Linked DNA regions of Mus musculus: region 1 is linked to region 2. The links are chromatin contacts, called in public Hi-C maps. All regions are on one chromosome and are shown on one strand. The core of a region is the stretch at or near the end of the contact, and the rest is flanking DNA. Distances in the headings are between cores, read along the strand shown. Region 1 holds the start of Gsap (gamma-secretase activating protein). Region 2 overlaps Rsbn1l (round spermatid basic protein 1-like).

Region 1 (4,417 bases), core at 717-3,216, 250 kb after region 2:
TTTCCCATAAATAACCAGCCCATCTTACTTGACAAAAACAAACCTGTAAACATAAAGACTGTAAACTATCAACAGGCTCCATTTGTTATAAAATCTTATAGTGGCTCCTCATGTCTCCAGTATCTTCCCCTGTATCCACAATCAATATTAGCATTAAATTTCTCTTAAAATTATATGCAAGTTATGGTGGTAGTGAGCAATAGAATTCTACTCCAAATTAGCTACTACCTTCCTCTGAGAGATAATCTCTAGAGGAAAATCAAGACTTCTACACTTATCAAGTGTTTTTCAAACTCAGGGGAAACACTTCTGAGCCTTGTTCAGTTCCAAGCCAGAAAACTCTGCCCTCTAAGACAGTTCCTCAGGTAACTCTGGTACCTGCAGTTGTGAAAGCCTAATTTTGAGATGTAAGAGAAAAGCATTTTATAGCCTATTAATACCACTAAGCTACTAATACTACTAATATTTATACTTTCTTCCACGGTGCCCTGTTTGGCCATTGGTGGGACAGAAGAACTATCTCAAGACTCAGATTTGGTTTTTAATCTCAAAAGTCTACCTCAGGTGAAATGAAGTCCATTAGCAATGCCACTCTTGGGTTAAGAAGGTCACTGTGGGCTGTGCTGTAGAGGTTGTGTGGAACCAGGTCTGGGAGCAACTGGAGATTGTTCTAGGTTAGTGGTTCTCAACCAGTGAGTCTCGAAAGGGGTAGGTATTCTCTTTCATGGGGGTTATCTAAGACCTTCAGAAAACACATATTTACATTATGATTCATAACAGTAGCAAAATTACAATTAGGAAGTAACAGTGAAAAACATTTTTGTTTGGTTACAACATGAGGTGTATTAAACATGAGGTGTATTAAACATGAGGTGTATTAAACATGAGGTGTATTAAACATGAGGTGTATTAAACATGAGGTGTATTAAGCATGAGGTGTATTAAACATGAGGTGTATTAAACATGAGGTGTATTAAACATGAGGTGTATTAAACGGTGGCAGCATTAGGAAGGTTCAGAACCACTGAACAGAAGGAAGGTATGAATAACCAGAATCCGTATGAATAGCCAGATTAGTTGGGAGTTCAAGTTCTAGTTACCAGGCACCAGCACTGGGTAAAGACTAGGCAGTGTTCTGCTTTGAGATATGGAGCTGGCTGAGTGTTTGTTTTTGAGATCAGGACTCATTCTCTAGCCCAAGCTGGCCATGACCTCCAAGCTAGTCTCCTAAGTGCAAAGCTGATAGGCATGAGACATTATGTCGGCTAAGGCTATTTCAGTTTTAGCAACAGTAATTACCTGCTGTTGCTGTACAGAACGGATGGCATCTCACAGGGCCAAGTTTATTGAGCACTCCTCAAGCAGAGTAAGCCAGAGTGATAGAACGAAAACACCAGGCGTACTTATAGTGGAATAGATGGACTTGGGAAGGAACCCAAGAAGAATGAACGTGCCTATAGACAAACCTCGTGGGAGGCCACTTGCGGACAAGCCAGCTTCCTCAAGCATGACTGAAAGGTAAAGAGAACCCAGACTGTGCTAAGCTAACCGTCCTTAGTGTCATTTAACAGCACCCTGTAGTTTACCCACTCCCTGCTGCTGTTTATTACCTAAACACTATAGCTGAAACATCACCCTGTGCAGCAGAGCTAAGGAGAATTGGCCCGTATGCCAGCTGCCTTTGTGTAACCTCGAGTCTCCTCAGGTGACCTGGCCCTAGCTAAGTGGCTGCGTGGGGGAATGACCTGGGACTAAAGAAAACCTGCCCTCCGCTTCGCACGGCTGTCCCCAAGTCCAGTCTGGAAGCTGCTGGCTTTGTCACCCCTTCGGGCCCTGCCACAGTTCCCTGCCAGCGCCAGCGGCAGGGGAGGCGTTGTCTCTGGGGTAGGGAGAAGTGCTCCCCGGCGTAGGCCTGGAAGGGGCGGTGCTCGGGATCCTCGGGGCTGGACCGCCCAGAACCCTGAACCGAAAGCAGCCTGGGGAGGCGGGGAGGAAGGAGAGGTGGTTGTAGGCTGAGAGGTGTAAGCCCGCCCGGAATGCCCGCCGCTGCTGCTTGGGAGCCATGGCTCTGCGGCTGGTCACTCACTTCGATGTGCTGGAGGACGTGCTCCCGAGTCTGCTCACACAGGCGGCGACAACGGACGAAGGAGACAGAGCAGGTGCTGGACGCGGGTCCTGGAGGGGGCGGCCGGGGCTGGTCACCCGAAGTCCCATAGAGGCTCTGGGTTGAGGGGGCACCGTCCCTGCGGGCACATCTTGGGGCTGCCCAAGCCTGTGCAATGAGTGGTACCCAATGTGTCACCACAGAGAGGGGAGGGTGGGGTGGAGGTGGCGTAGCGGGATGGTTCCCTCTCGCTTGCCTCCTGGGCTCAGCTAGGATCAGGACAAAGTATAGGGTGACTTAACCAGCATGAATCGTGATGGTCAAAAAAGGACCATTTAAGTATCTTAGCAATTACATTGCTTGCCCCAGCGAGGATGCTGACCATTCTTAGCGTCAATATGTTTTTAAAAAGGAGAGTTCAGTGGTTTAACCTTTTTTCTTTTCTTTTCTCTTCTTTTTGTTAATAAGACGTTTTCTGTGTATCTGTGGAACAATCTGTATCTCTGATGGCTTAGGGGGAATTTCCCATCAGATGTGAGTAGAGAGGGTAGGGTGCTCTTTCAGGCTGCACGCAGGGAACTGAGGGTTCACGGGTTCTAAAGACAAAGCAGCAGCTTGCTCAAGAGCCATCAAGCACTCCCCTAAACCCACCCCACCCCACCTCACCTCACCCCTGCACGGCAAGCAGTACCAAGGCAGGGATATTCAGCTTCCTGCCTTCCCAGGTCAGTTGGAACTTGTTTCTGATGCTTGAGGCTCTTCTGGTGAGGAAGTGGAAAATGACTTTTGTGTGTTCCCAGAATTGATTCACTTAAAAGAAGAGCATCTGTAATTTAAGATATGTTTTTCTTTTCTTTTCTTTTCTTTTCTTTTCTTTTCTTTTCTTTTCTTTTCTTTTCTTTTCTTTTCTTTTTTCTCTCCTCTCCCCTCCCCTCCCCTCCCCTCCCCTCCCCTCCCCTACAGGTGGCTGTAGGATGGAAATGGAGTCAACAACAGCTTGAGGGGGAAGAGGCCAGGTTTCATTATTGTGCCTACTCTTGGTGCTGTGTTGAACTTTGGGAGTATGGTTTCTCCTGAAACAAAATGAGAAAATATTCACAAAAAATCAAAACAGTAACATAAATACTTTAACATCTCTAAATAGTAATTTAAAAGGAAACCATGTATATATTATCCAGCTACAAAGTGAGCAGTAGCAGGACTGTTGAGGGCTTGTGTGTATGCACCTCATGATTCTTCATCTGAGTACCTCGGAGGTCTGAATATTTATAGAGCATTCTTTCCATTTTATTTGTAGCTTTAGACCCATTTTTATCTGAATTTCAAGTGAATAAAAGCATAGGCTCTCTTTTTTCTTTAATCTCTTCTCAGTATCGTGAGATTGATTCAGGCTCACTGACAACACAGAAGTCAGTCCTTTCCAGGTGTGGACTGTCCTTTCCAGATGTGGACTGTCCTTTCCAGGTGTCGACTGTCCTTTCCAGGTGTGGACTGTCCTTTCCAGGTGTGGACTGTCCTTTCCAAGTGTGGACTGTCCTTCTGAGGAAGAGCCTTCCCTCAGTGTAATAAGCACGTTCAGCTCCTTCAGTTTCCCTCAAGTACCTGCATCCAGTGAGGCATTACAGTAGAGAATAAAATGCCTGTCAGGTTTTACTCAGTATGCGACTCTTCAAAATCAGGCTGAGTTCTGGAGCTCCAACCCCACCCCCTCCTCAAGCTTCAGGGTCATCTGTAGTTTACAGGTGTAATCCCATAGGGCTAAGCATTTCCTGGGAAACACTGCTTCACAGGGAACCCAGCTTTACTTAGCATTTCTCTTGGCAGACAGGGGAGGGGGTGACATTTGGGAGCTCCCTGGGTTTGCCATTCCAGCCAGCATCTTTACTAAATGTCTTGTGTTGCTTTGGCACTACTTAAAAAAAAAGTGCAAGTTGAAATGTTGTCAGGGACCATCTGTGTAATTCAATAAAGAGCACGAGTTTTCTTTCGTGTGCTTTTCCCTGGTTTGATTTGGCTTGAATTTGTGACACACACAGTGTTGATTTTAAATCTTACACTCTTTGTACAGGGAGTGATAATAGTTTGCCAAGCAACTCATTTGAAAGTGAGCTTTTCTTTATTGCCTCATGTATATGGTCCTGCAGACTGGTCTGGAGATGGAGGGTGGGGGCGTGGGTGGCTTAGTCACTGTTTTCTGTTTCACCATTCTATGGCCACTGTCCTTCCTGTTTATGTCTCCTCCCCGAGTCCCCAGTCTCCTATCCTAACTTTCAGTTCTCCTTTGATTGATTCGTAACCAATCACCCATGCCTG
Region 2 (4,779 bases), core at 484-2,983:
GGGACGAGGGCAGAGAGGATTTCACACAGCCTCTCCCTGGCACACAGCTAAGAAAAGTTACCAACCCCAGCAAGTCACCCCTTCCCTCTTCAGGGGATAAACACTGGCCTCTCCATCAAATTCTCTCATCGTATTTCAGTGATATTGTAATATACCTACCTAATTCTCACACTCCTGTCATCTAAACCCGAACTTCCCTCTAGAGTCTGTCTTAAGTATCTTTCCTATACTCCTGCAACTTACATGATTAAGTAAGTGACTCTCCAGATATGCCTAGCCAGTCTCTGCCAAACTCCACACCTTCATTCCTTAAGAAATTCTTACAATTTGTCATGGTTCATTGCCTTTCCTGAGGAAGGGTGTGAAGAAGAACAAGGACAACAAGTGCATGTGACATGAAGGCAGAGATAGTTAGTGTAGCAGGAGGAGGCATCAAAAGGGGAGAATAAACCAAATCGGATATATGAAAATATCCTAACAAAAGCCATTGGTCTGCTTAGTAATTTTTAAAAAGCTGAAACTATGAGTGTCTCAATGGGGCAACACATTAATTAAACCTCATCATGGCTCTCTATTGCTTAAAATAAATTGAGCAAATGCAACTTGCTTCTGTCTACCTAAATAAAGAAAATGCCATTGGTGTTAGCTCACTTCGGAGATTGATGAAGGAAACTGTTTAATAGGTCCAGGCTTAGGAAAACAGGTACAGCTATGTCTCACAAAATAGCAGGGAGAGAGATAGCATGATAAATAGGAGACTTCAGAAGTTTCTCTATTCTCCCTTTTGTTATTTGAAAGACTGTTAAGTAGAGAATGGCTGTCATTTTCTTTGACCTATCCCTCATGTGAACACACGAGTTCTGCAAAGGAAGAAGCATTACTGAATGTGTTTCCCCCACCTCAGACAGCCGTAGGATGATGGGCTGTTGCAGAAGACTGGACAAAAAAGGAAGACAGTAGACTAGCCAGAGCTTTGTTTACATGGCATATCGAAAGCAAAGGGAAGGCTAGTCCTTCCAAATGAGGCCTGCCTCCTTTAGAAATTCATGTTTTCTCTGCAATTTTTAGTTCTGTTCCACTGGTATGCTACTCAAGAATTTTTGTAGTCAATATAGAAATACAAATGTCTTTTCTTCCACTGGTCACCAATGTCATTCTAGGCTGATTCCTCAGTCAAATGTAATATCTCAACATTTTTGTAATTATACTTAGAATGCCTTTGCCTGCAAGGCAGCGGTGGCGCACCCCTTTAATCCCAGCACTTGGGAGGCAGAGGCAGGCGGATTTCTGAGTTTGAGGCCAGCCTGGTCTACAGAGTGAGTTCCAGGACAGCCTGGGCTACACAGAGAAACCCTGTCTCAAAGAAAACAAAAAAAACAAAAACAAAACAAAACAAAATGCCTCTGGCCAACCTATCTCTACTAAAATCAGACACTCCTTTTGCAAGAACTTCTTGATCCCTACCAACTGGCAATAATATTATCTTTCTCCTGTTATAATTTGATCTCTCCCTCTCTTACCCCTCTTTCATATGTCTATGTGCCTGAATGGAAAAAAAGAATTAGAAGGACATGGTGCATCTAGGTATGGTGGAGGAGGTGGTTAATTGTACACATGACGGGGAATACAGCTATAGACAGAGATAGAGACATCTGGAGAAATAGAGTGAACATGACCAGCAGGCTGAGCTGGGTCATGTGAGAGGGGGAGGGACGTGGGCAGAGTCAGGAACCAAGAGGCCAAAAGGTAAGCAGGGCCAGCATAGCCAAATGGCTGGGTTATATAGGAATCAGAGTAGCTCAGGGCAGAGGTGGTATATGCTGGCCAAGATGACCCTGTAACAAGCAGGGACTGAGGATGCTGAGAAACCCGGTAGCCAGTATCTGCTTAATGTGTTCATAGGCACCACTATTAGTCTTTTGTCCCAGGTCCAAAGCCAGCCTGGTCTTTACAGAGTAAGTTCCAGAAAGCCAGGGCTACAGAGAGAAACCTTGGCGATGGGCAGGAGGGAGGGGCGCGCACCCTGAGACGGATCACTTGATGTGCACACTGAAATGGATCACTCAACAGCTGTAAACTGGTGAGGACCACGGCGCTGCTTCCCCCTGCTTTACTTCTTCCCCTTGCCTCTTGTTGACAAATGAGGGAAACGGAGCATAATTATTCATCCAGCAACAACAACCTACACTGTTTACACATCCTCTTAGCACCTAGTATTCACGAGAGCTGGTGCTGGAGGGCTGACTCAGAGGACAAGACCACTTGCTGCTCTTGCAGGGAGCCAAGGTTCAGTCCCCAGGATCCACACAGCAAACCATGGACCAGTCCATTTCTAACTGCCATTCCAGGCCATCCAATACTGCTCTGGTATCCAGGAGCACTAACATGCTGTACACACGCATACCTGCAAACAAACCCTCACCCACAATTTGGGTTTTATTAGCCTGACACACGTCTATACATCTGGGAAAAGGGTTTTGAATTGAGAAAATGTCCCCATTAAGATTAGCCCGTAGGCAACCTGTGGGACATTTTCTTAAATAAGAGACTGATGTGGCAGGACCCAGCCATTGGAGGTAACAGGACACCTGGGCTGGTAGTGCCTGGCTAGAAGGCATGAGAAATAAGCCAGTAAGCAGCATTCCTCCATAACTTCTGCCTCGAGGTCCTATCCTAACTTCTTTCATTGATGGACCATATGGTGAACTATAAGCTGAAATAAACCATTTCCTTCCTCACACTGGTTCTGGTCAGGGTGTTTTAATGAAACAGGAACCCTAAGACACACACATAAGAGAATAAATAAATATAAAAACAAAAGGGCAAAGCAAGACGGCAGGGGGCACAAGGACAAGGGGGAAAAAACTTTAGAAAGTAGGGCAGGTGAAATGCTAGGACTACGACAACTGAAATGTACTGTAATGGAGTGGAAGCAGCTCAGACTTCAGAGTTAAACACGTTCAAGTTCAATTCCAGCTCTGACAGCAACTGGTCATCAGACACAAGCAAGTTATTTAACTGCTGTGTCTCGTTATTCTCATCTCTAAGAGAGAATGGCATGTGTCTTTTTAATTTTTATGAAGATTAAAGCTAGCATATGCTTTACTTCCAACACTATACTTGATAACTAATAAAAAGTAACTAACAAATACAGCTACTATCATGAAGTTCTGACTGCAGAATTGTTTGTTTTTGAAGACAGGGTTTCTCTATGTGGTCCCGGTGTATTGGAACTCTCTCTCCCTGTAAACCGGGCTGGCCTTGAACTCACCAAGATCCACCTGCCTCTGTGTCCTGAGTGCTGGGATTAAAGACTGCTGCCTGGTCTGACAGAATTTTATTAGGAAGACACCACATAACACAGCAGAGCAGTAACAGTCACAGAAACAAAGGACTGAATTGGAAAGTTATTTTATTTTATTTTATTTTATTTTAGGTTTTGAGGCCAGAAGAGGAGTCAAATCTCCTAGAAGTGGAGTTAACAACTGTTGTGAGCTGCCACGTGGGTTCAGTGCTTTTAACTGCTGAGCTTTCTCTCCAGCCCCAAAATGTTTCTAAAAGTGAGATAAAAATCCTTTTTCTATTCAAATTCTAGAAAACTAAGACATGAAATAGTAAGATACTGTATGTTATATACAGGTTATACAATGACTGATTACTTAATCTTTTTTTTTTTTTTATTTGTTTATTTATTTGTTTATTATATGTAAGTACACTGTAGCTGTCCTCAGACACTCCAGAAGAGGGAGTCAGATCTCATTAAGGATGGTTGTGAGCCACCATGTGGTTGCTGGGATTTGAACTCCTGACCTTCAGAAGAGCAGTCGGGTACTCTTACCCACTGAGCCATCTCACCAGCCCTACTTAATCTTAAATATACTAAAAGGTTGTTATATTGTGATCAAGTGACCCTGTATTTAAGTTCTACTTTACAAGGCAAACAATAAATAACACAGTTCTCTCTGATTAATGACAACAACATAAATGAAAGAATCAAACTCTGACTCTACCTTTTTTTTTTTTGACTAAATGCTTTGGGCCAGGGAGGATGTCTCAGAGGTTACTCTGCCTGTCCCAAGCCTGAGACCTGAGTTCAGTGTCTGAGTACTGGTGCACGGTAGAGGAAGAGAAGACTCCTCTGTTTTATACACAAATACAAAATACACACACACACACACACACACACACACACACACACATACATATATATATATGTATACATATATATATAATAACATACGCACACATATATATATAATAACTTTTTTTTAAGTCTAGCATGGTAGTAGAAGAGTTTAATCGCATTCAGGAGACAGAGTCAGACAGATCTCTGAGAGTTCAAGGCCAGCCTAGCCTACAAAGCAAGTTTCAGACCAGTCAGGGTTATGTCTTTTAAAAAAAGAAAAAGAAAAGAAAAGAAAAAGAAAAAGTTTATTTAAAAACGAAACAAGCCGGGCTGTGGTGGCGCACGCCTTTAATCCCAGCACTTGGGAGGCAGAGGCAGGCGGATTTCTGAGTTTGAGGTCAGCCTGGTCTACAGAGTGAGTTCCAGGACAGCTAGGGCTATACAGAGAAACCCTGTCTCAAAAGAAACCAAAAAAAAAAAAAAAAAAAAAAAGTAAAAACGAAACAAAAACTCACAGAAAGCCAAACATTCAAAAATAGTAAGACTCTTATTTTTTCTCTACAGTATTTCATCGTACAAAACCAGCAGGCTCCATCCCACTCAAAACAGTCCTACAGTAGATGGGGATCTGGTGTAGGAAGGGACGGGCCATC

What was found. A called contact is a pair of places that touch in the nucleus more often than the background predicts.
Region 1: a Hi-C map of liver shows a contact between it and region 2, with 1.8 times the contacts expected there. The contact joins the promoter of Gsap here to the enhancer-like site in region 2. A contact is called at or near these places in 4 of 39 promoter capture datasets (the 3T3-L1 cell line, 3T3-L1-derived adipocytes, the C10 cell line and 1 more), 2 of 484 Hi-C or Micro-C datasets (adipose-derived mesenchymal stem cells and liver), 7 of 115 datasets of contacts at active chromatin or transcription factors (astrocytes, bone marrow-derived dendritic cells, bone marrow-derived macrophages and 3 more) and 3 of 9 other capture datasets (adipose tissue, liver and pancreatic islet).

Annotation. Positions count from the first base shown.
Region 1 is chr5:21,184,301-21,188,717 of GRCm38.p6, forward strand. Gsap (gamma-secretase activating protein) reads left to right here and starts at 1,967. Exons shown (of 31, transcript NM_175437.3): 1 at 1,967-2,159. The coding sequence starts at 2,063.
Region 2 is chr5:20,933,893-20,938,671 of GRCm38.p6, forward strand. All of the region lies in intron 1 of Rsbn1l (round spermatid basic protein 1-like), which reads right to left. Among named protein-coding and RNA genes, the nearest start is that of A630072M18Rik, 15 kb to the right of the region's middle. Within about 2 kb of position 1,734, at least 48 of the 459 cell types and tissues checked have an H3K27ac peak or open chromatin away from gene starts, as enhancers often do. A contact at or near this core is called in bone marrow-derived macrophages, liver, microglia and 1 more, where this site is marked.